Regions from separate parts of the Mus musculus genome. Here region 1 is linked to region 2. Evidence: chromatin contacts called from public Hi-C data. All regions are on one chromosome and are shown on one strand. Each heading gives the region's core, a stretch centred on a gene start, on an enhancer-like site or on the middle of the called end of the contact. The rest is flanking DNA. Distances are from core to core; before and after follow the strand shown. Region 1 has its middle 39 kb from the start of Gm35208. Region 2 has its middle 11 kb from the start of Gm34637.

Evidence for each region. A called contact is a pair of places that touch in the nucleus more often than the background predicts.
Region 1: a contact with region 2 is called in a Hi-C map of the N1E-115 cell line, with 2.1 times the contacts expected there. The contact joins two enhancer-like sites. A contact is called at or near these places in 1 of 484 Hi-C or Micro-C datasets (the N1E-115 cell line), 1 of 115 datasets of contacts at active chromatin or transcription factors (embryonic stem cells) and 1 of 9 other capture datasets (embryonic stem cells).

The regions. Positions count from the first base shown.
Region 1 is chr12:13,023,660-13,028,194 of GRCm38.p6, forward strand. No RefSeq gene overlaps it. Among named protein-coding and RNA genes, the nearest start is that of Gm35208, 39 kb to the left of the region's middle. Within about 2 kb of position 2,457, at least 44 of the 459 cell types and tissues checked have an H3K27ac peak or open chromatin away from gene starts, as enhancers often do. A contact at or near this core is called in the N1E-115 cell line, where this site is marked.
Region 2 is chr12:12,679,094-12,683,464 of GRCm38.p6, forward strand. No RefSeq gene overlaps it. Among named protein-coding and RNA genes, the nearest start is that of Gm34637, 11 kb to the left of the region's middle. Within about 2 kb of position 1,753, at least 117 of the 459 cell types and tissues checked have an H3K27ac peak or open chromatin away from gene starts, as enhancers often do. A contact at or near this core is called in the N1E-115 cell line, where this site is marked.

The DNA.
Region 1 (4,535 bases), core at 1,207-3,706, 350 kb after region 2:
CCCCTATGGATTTTGGTGCCCTGGAGCCAGTTTCCTGGGGATGCCAATAGATGACTGTGTTCTTATAACCTGCATTGTGCAGGTGAGAAGAAGGAAAGAGAAATGAAGAAACTGAACCACACAGCTGAAAAGTGGCAGGGCCTTGTACCACACTGCTGAGAAGCAGTCCTCTTGTGTGCACCAGTCCAGTTTCTCAGTGGGTGTCATCGTTCTAAATTTACAGAGAAGGGGGCAGTTTCAGAGAGAGCCAGCAGTGACTGGAGACAATGAAAACTAAGGAGGTGGTTATGTGCACACTATTTAGTGCCATCTGAAATGGCTTTTAATATAGGACCGGGGCTGTGTGCCAGAGAGGCTCAAGGAGGGAATCATAGAAAGACAACAAGAGAAGGATCACATCCTTCAAGGTTAAAGGGTTTTGTCAGGCAGATGGGTTGAAGGTTGGTGCTCTTCATGTGTAAGTACAGGAGACCAGAAAAGCGGTGTCCTACAAGGACAGAAGTAATGTGTGATGGAAAACAGGAGGATGGGTAGTGGTGGAGGAGGGAAGAGACAGGACAAAGTGACCTTCCTGGCAAGAATATTCCTCCTTCACTTAAAGACCTCAGATGTCATCCTAGGGATCCAGAGAGCCTGACAGGATAGCACCTGCACATTTTGATCTTGGGACAAGAGGGTGGCAGTGCTGAATAGAGAAGGTCAGGTTGGGAGCCTCCCCTCGGCGCCTCCAGCCTGCTGCAAATTTACACGTGACTCTTCTAGGGCAAACTGAAGCTGCTTCCTGCAGATTTAATTCAGTGTCAGCTGCAAAGCTCTATTAACTAAATTGGCCATCAACCTGCGTGTCTGTTCCACATAATGGGGTTTTATACAAAACGAGTTTTTCACTGCGTTAAAAAAGTGTCATGTTTGAATCAAAACTTATTCTATCGCTCAAGCTAATGAAAGCCCCGAACAAGAGCTGATCAATGGGTCCTGAGGTGTTTCCATGGAAACAGGAGCAGAGAGGCAGTGCTCCTAGGTGATGCTGCAGGGTGCTCATTGGCAGGACCCCTCCCCCCATCCAGTCCACCTGAGGTACTGAGACCTGGAGGTGTACACAGAGCAGGGACTCAGACCCAGTATTAGGTTCAGGAGGTCCCTCAGCCTGCTTGGGGCTGATTAAAAGCTGAGTGAAGCTCAGGTGCTGCCATAGTTAAATTCCTATTTGAGGATGTATTTTTAACCTGGCCTTGTGGTAAAGACCCCTAATCCCAGCAAGACCAATAAAACCAGTTACTCAGAAGGCTGAGGCAGGAGGATAGAAAATTCTGAATTTGCCCAGGTTCTAGAATTAGGTCAAGCCCAGGCTGGATAACTCAGTAAGGCCTTGTCCCAGAGTTAAAAGCAAAAATAAGCCGGGCTGCAGCTCAGTGGCGGGGAGCTTGCCCAGCATGCACAAGGCATAACTTTACTCTCCAACACCATCAAAACACAAACAAACAAAAACCGCAAGTATATGATGTTGGAGTTCCCCTGGGCCTTCAGAGTTTCAACTTGAAAGTCTCCCACATGCTGACCACTCAGCGAGTAATCGTCTTATTTTATTTACTACAGGAGACTGGGGCCAGAATATTGAGAGTTGGCATCAAGCTTTAAGATGGAGCCTCACTGCAGGTCTGGGGAGTCACTCCCCACCTCTGGCCGTAGGTTCCCCACCTCTAAACATAAGGTACAAGTGAGCTTCTGTATGGGAACCCAAGAAATACGAATTCCCGTGTCATTCTGCAGATGGTAGACCCTCTGATGGTTAGTTTCTCCATCCATGGTCTCTCATATCCTGCTTCTTCTGTCTAGGCTAAGACTTGGGCCAGCACATAGGCAGCCTTGAGGTCAGGGTGACTCCCACCTAGGTGCTATGAGTAGAGAGGATGGAGTGTTCCTTCTGCCTGTGTGTTAATATCCCACCTGCAAGATGGAGGACTTTTAAAAAAAGATATCAGAAGCTTCAGGTTGCCAACCACACCTACTCAGGCGCCCTTCCTGGGACTTCTTCCCTATCTCACATCAAGGGAGGCCTTGAAGTTGCCATCTTCCTGCCTTAGTCTTCAGAGTAGCTGGGATGATCACAGGCCTGTACTATTACCAGGGGCAGTCAAGGTGAGTATAACCACTGTCACCTTACACACATATGACACTGTCAGGGGAGATTCTTTCAAGCTTCCTTCACCACTAAGTGACACACATGTCTCCAGAATCCTGCCTTTGTTCTTTAAAAACAAACAAACAAACAAACAAACAACAACAATCAGAACCAACCAAGCAAAAACAACAACAACAACAACAACAAAAAAGACAATCACAGTGGCTGCTAAAGCCAGCATTGTCAGGCTTTAGCTGTTGCTTTGAAACCTGCCTTCTGGGCTGGCCTGTGTGAGCTGCTGTGAAGCCTGGCTGTCTGCCACGAGTCCACTCAATTTACCCACATGACCACATGGCTGGGGCCTGTCTTGTGAGGAACGTAAGGCCAGTGAATGGCCCACTCTGTACCAGGAACCAGGGTCTGATTCAATTTAAACCTGCCTGTTCAGGGACCAGCCTAGGGCAAGAAAGCCTGCTTCTTTTCTGAGAAGCATAGGCAAGCTTCAGCCAGAGGCCCTGTAATCAGGTTTGCAGGGGTAACATCAGACCCAGCACTGGCCCCCCGCCCCATTATCACCCGCCTTTGTGGGGTCAGTGTGGTGGCACGCCTGCCCTGTGGCCTCATAAAACTCTTCTTTTCCCCTTAATCAAATCCGGCTTCCAGCCTGGCATTCCCCTGGCCTGAAGTCATCTCCGTGGGGAGAGGATCTGTGCTGGGTGTTAGGCACACAGAACTAAAGGCAAAGATGGCTGAGAGAGGAACCCAAGAGGTCATTTATAGCACACCCTGCAGAGGCAAGATCTGAGGTCAGAATGGAACAATTTGCCTTTGCAAATGTCACAGGCCAGGGCATGGAAAGATCAGGGACCTGAGAGCCACAGGCACACGGTACCTAACATAATCTAGACCAGCAGCTCTCAACTTGTGGGTCAAGACTTCTGGGGGGAGGGGCTGTCGAAAAACCTCACAAGACTCACCGAAGACCATTGAAAATCCCAGATAGTTATATTATGATTTACAACAGTAACAAAATTACAGTTATGAAGTAGCAATGAAAATACTGTTATGGCTGGAGTTCACCACAGCATGAGGGACTATACTAAAGGGTCTCAGCATTAGGAAGAGTGGGATCTGCTGGTTTGAATGGAGGGACAAGTGCATGCTGAACACAGGGAGAGATTGCACGAAGACAAAAAACTCCTGAGAGACCATAGATGCCGCCTACCTCTCCAGAAATGGGGGCTCCTGTAGGAAGTGGTAGATAGGGGAGGAGGGTGTGCCTTTTAGGGAAGATCATTCTAGTCTCAGAGGCTCAGGGTACAGTAAGTCATATCACACAGGATCCTTGCCACCCTCTGAAAAGCCAGTTTGAAGACACCACAGTGAGCAAAGGGTTAATAATAGGTACCTGCCCAGAATCAGAACACACACACACACACACACACACACACACACACACACACACACACACACACACGCAGTCCATGTCAGGATCTCAGCAAAAGCCTCCACAGGGGAGCTTTTGATGAATGTTCAACAAGAAAGTCAACGATCAAGATTAGCTCCCCAGTTGGGGTGGTGGTGCACACCTAATCATTACAGTGTGGGGCTGGTAGAGGCAGGAGGATCAGGTATTCAAAGTCATGCTTAACTACATAACGAGTTTAAGGCCACCTTGGGCTGCAGGAGATCAGGCCTTAAAACAAAACAAAAGGAAAAAAAAAACCAACAAAAAGATGAGAAACCCAACTAAGTTAAATCAAAATGTTATATCTTTAGAGAGATGGAAAGAGCCCTGTTTCTGACTAGAGAGAGGAGGGTTGGACCACTCAGACAGTGAAAGAGCATGCAAAGATTTCTAGATTGGGGGGTGGGCAATGTCATGAGATAGAAAGTCATAAGGAAACATACATTTTTCAGAGTTGCAGATGTAGGAGCTGAGAAACTATGGAGGGAAACTCAGTGGCCCTGAGCAGTCTGTGAGGTGATCAGAATTAAGACTTAAAACCTGAAGGAATTGTCCAAATACAAAGATGTATGGAGAATGCCTCAGAGAGGGAGAGAGAGCAGAGAGAGAGAGAGAGAGCAAGAGAGAGAGAGAGAGAGAGAGAGAGAGAGAGAGCAAGAGAGAGTGAGAAAGAGCAAGATCAAGAGAGAATGGGAGAGGGAGAGGGAGGGGGAGGGGGAGAGGGAGAGGGAGCAACAGCATCTTCCATGGATGGTAGAGCCTCAGGATATCTGGGTCTGACTGGAGCTCAGAGGAGCTTTTCTGAATGTGCACTTCCGCAGAGGTTGGTTTCCTCTTGAGAGAATTTAAACGGCTCCTGTAAAAGCTCCCAACCCAGAAGTGTCACAGAGCAGTGGTGAGTCTCATCCTTGCCTCCTGTACATAAACCCAGCAACATGTTGTGCC
Region 2 (4,371 bases), core at 503-3,002:
CTCCATCTCTCTGTCTGGAGCGACCGAGTCCCTCTGTTTCACCCTTGCAGCCTTACCTCACCCCCACCCCCATTGTTTGAAGGAGACGGTCGATGACTTTTTCTTATGGTAGAATGAGGTCACAGAGTGATGCTAACCTGCCTCACAAGCTATGCTTGCTCTCCTATTGATTTAAAACGTCACCAATGCCATGGTCGAGAACAGCCTAACAGGACAATTAGAATTTCCTTCTTAAATTGTAGTTGCTGCTGCTGCTGCTGCTAGTGTGTGTGTGTGTGTGTGTGTGTGTGTGTATACAAGGGTGTGTGGAGCACACACACAACGAATGTGTGCCTCCTTCCACCCTTATATGGGTCCCAGGAATGGAACTTGGGTCATCAAGCAAGTGTGGCAAGCACCTTTATCTTCTGAGCCATTTTATTGGCCCCAGGATTCTTTTTTCATCCTTACAGTCCTATTAACAATCCAACACTGTTGAAGCTCTGAAAGAGTCAATGGCACCCAGTGTCGTCAATCCAGGAGCATCATATGAGTGGTCTCCAAAGTCAGTGCTTCTCAGCACACCTCCAGTAGGTGTCTGTCTACACTGGTCATGCACGATATGGCTTCTGGACCTGTATCTAACTCCTTCCCTTTGTTTATATGTTAAGGACAATTTCTTCAGATAAAGAAATCCATCTGAAATTCATAAATACCAAGCAGTACATGATGCATAAGAACAGTCACCAGCAATCTGTTAAAGCCACTGAATTCCGTGTGCATTTGCATGTATGTATGCGCATGTTCATGTGGATTCAGGCACACTTGTGTACATACCTGTTTATGCGTATATATGCAAATGGAGCTGGAGGTTAAAGGGCAATCTTCAGGTGCTCTCTACATTTTTTTTAAATGGCAGATAGTTTAGCATTCTGCAACTTGCTGAGGGGGTGGGCTAAGAAGTCCCAGAAACCCACCTGCCTCCTCCCTAACACTGAGATTCCAAGTGTGCACAACCACACCCAGCTTGTTTTTAATGTGAGTTCTGGGAATCATGTCCTTGTGCTCCCAAGGTAAGCGCTTATTGATGAGCTATCTCCCAAGCCCCTCGACTGAGTTCTTAAGGGACCACCGAATGGCTAACTCAAAAGCAATAATTGTGCCCAAAGACGTAAACTCTGACCCAGAAGACAACGCTTCTCAATGTTATCAAGAAATCTCCGTTGCACAGACAAGTACTGAAGAGATCCGGCTTGGCTCAGCAATAGCATTTGTCACCAAGGAGTGTATCCTCCTTTCTGCCTATCAGAAAATGCCTGCAACCTCACCTCCAAGCACAGGCATAGGCAAGCACACATACACACGCACACGCCCCCACTCACACATACACACACTGTGGAAGCTAGCCGGCAGCCCAGCCCACTTGATCTCTCTTCAAACCCAGAGAGCCCTTGCTGACTCCACAAACCCTGGTCTACACCCCGGCTGTAGGCGGCTCTTGACTGGCAGAGCTGCAAGCCAGGGTATCTTTGTAGGGAACAACACCCTGCCAGGCTAGACTGTAACCTGCTGATGCGGTGTAACCTCACCAGCACTGTGGAGATGCCACATCTGGAGTCTTTCCCGGGATTTTCACTCGAGTTCCGTTCAATAGCTACCCTGTCTTTGGTGTGTTAGCACGTTGATGAGGCTGGCACTCTGTTCAGACATTCAGCCTATCTCTTTCCCCAGGGCTGCGTGACTCCCGTGACTCCTCCCCCAGACACAAACCTCCTTTCAGCCGCGCTGAGACTCTAAGCCCTCTCCCCTTCAGCTAAGAGCCATTGTATCAGCTGTGATTTATGTACAGGCCTTTGTTGGACTCCTGGTTTTGACAGTCTCTGTGTTGTCGAATGGTAATAATTACGGGGCCTTTCATCCTTTATTTACGGGATTGCTCTGGGGGAGAGAGGCCTGGCAATGGGGTGGGGGAGTGCGGGGGGGGGGTGCCGGGGGGTGCCGGGGGGTGCCGGGGGGAGAGGCTCTTTTTCTGAACCTCGATACAGAACCAAAGGAGTAGGGGTGCTTTGGAAGTTATAAATAGCAGCTCAGAGAATAAAGAAGTCACCTCTGCAGGCTAAGGGAGCTTACAGAGGACAAAGGACTCCGAGAGCTGGGAACACTGTGCTGCTTGGAGACTGACAGGGCTAAATCGGGCGTTTCCAGGGTCCTGCCCCTTGTTTTCAAGCAGCAGAGTTTCATCTGAACTCAGGTCTCTGACTGAGGTGACAGGGATGTAGCTTCATTTCACTCAGCCTGCGAGGAAGCCTCCTCTCTGCCTGTGGGGATGTCCTTCCCTACCTCCACAAGCCCTTCTCAGATAGGTCTAGAGCTTTCTGAAGCTCCCGTATTACCCAGGGCTCACTTGTGAGTAGCCTAGGTCACATGGATGCTTCTGGACAATAGGAGTGGACAGAAGGATGCTGGGACTGGAGGCCAGGTGCTCAATGGCGATTAATGCTCAAAAAGACACAGCAGAGGAAAATGCTAGACCAGCAATGAACTTGAATGTGCGAAATTAACCTTAAAGTCCTGAGCCGCTAAGATTTCTGGGTTTATCTGTTCCTGGAGCACAGTCACTTATCTGATCAGCTTTGTAGCTGTCCAGCTTGGGCATAGAGATACCAGGGGCCATCCACTACCCTCAGAGTGTTCTCAGTCTGAGGGAGGAGGCAATATCAGGATAAATATGAGGGATGGCCACAGTGGAGGACTAGCACTGTGTGAACACAGAGAAGGTTATCTTGCCAGATCTGTGGTACCAGGAGTGCTCCCTGGAGTCAAGTGTCTTGTGAGGGATCTCGGAAAGCAGGTCTCAGGCAGTGGAGCAGACATAGCCGTGGGGACTTGGGGCAGGGAAATAACAGAGGACTGGCATGGACAAGAGTGGTGGTGCTGTCATGGACAACACTGCCAGGAACTCCAAGACAACCTAGTGCTGACTCACTGAGAGCCCCTGGACCTGGGGAAAGGAACAATTAGTACAGCTGGTTTTCGTGGGCGCTGCCAACGACTGGGGAGGATGTGGACAAGAACATGGATGTGGATCATACGGAGAATAAGGATGTGGGGATGGGGAAGCACAAGAAGACAGAGCACAGATAGGATGTGGCTGTCAGACTGGATGTGGTCCAGGGGGGATGAGAATCACAGGGAAGGATGCGGCCCATGGGGAGGATGCAGATCAGAGGCAGAACAAGGATCAATCAATGATGCTTACAGTGTATACAGGTAAAGCACAGACCTGTGGATCTCAGAGAGGGACGAGCAGCACATGTAAGTGCTTGGTTATCAGTTGCCACTGGCTTCAGGGAGCTGAACTTTTTGCTCCTTCAACTTCTGAAGGCCAGAGACCTTATCCAGGAAGACAAATGATAAAAGATACCACACATACCTGAGCATCATAGACTGCAGCTTTCTTACCTTATCTCCCATCTGAGTACTAACTAAGACCCACCTTGCTGAGCTTCCAAGAGTGGGTGTGTTCAGGATGGATTGCCAGCTTTTTCTCTTTCTCCTTGTTCTAAGGAATTCTGAGTGACTTCAACACACACAAAGACCTAACCCTACCCGTAGCCATGTGAACTTTGAGCCACCTTATTTTTGAATAGCCAAGTTCCTGAATGACTTTCCTCCTAGAATGCAGAGGTAAGCAGGAATAAGGAACTGAAAGACCACAGCTGTACCAAGGCCTTGGGAAAAGACTCAATGGAGTAGAATGGCCTCTCCCAACTCCAAAAGTGATGGCTGAGAAGATATTTATTTATGATCCAAAAAATGTTCTACAGAACAACCACTGAGGCCCCGTGTTGAAGACACAAGGGGGTTTCCACTACATGTCCAGTCCTAAACTCAGATGATTTTGTTTAATTTTTGCAACAAACTTGGGGGAAATGTGTCATTAGCCTTACATCACTACTGGGGAGTCTTATATAACCAGACAGGGTACATAACATGTCCTTGATCACACAGCTGGGGCAGATTTCAACTCCTACCCAATGTGCTTCAGGCTTCCCTATTTAGGCTTCTAGATAGACACACAAATGAGGTGTCCAGGCCCTGAGCTTGGTTTTTGGAGAATCCTTTTTTAAACTAAATAGGGGTGACAGCATGGAATACCCACTATCTTTGACCTTGCATGTAAGAGCAACTAGAGAACAAGGTAACGAAAAAGAGGCTCCAGTCTTTAGCCTTAGACTTGGTAATATACTCCCTCAGAATTACACACAGTAGGGCCTCACCATAAAACAAGTAGAGATGTGATCTCTCTTTGACAGACAGGGAAACAAGCTCAGAGAAGCTGAACGACTTTGGGCAGGTTTCATAGGTAGCTAGGGTAGACTTGAGCCTACC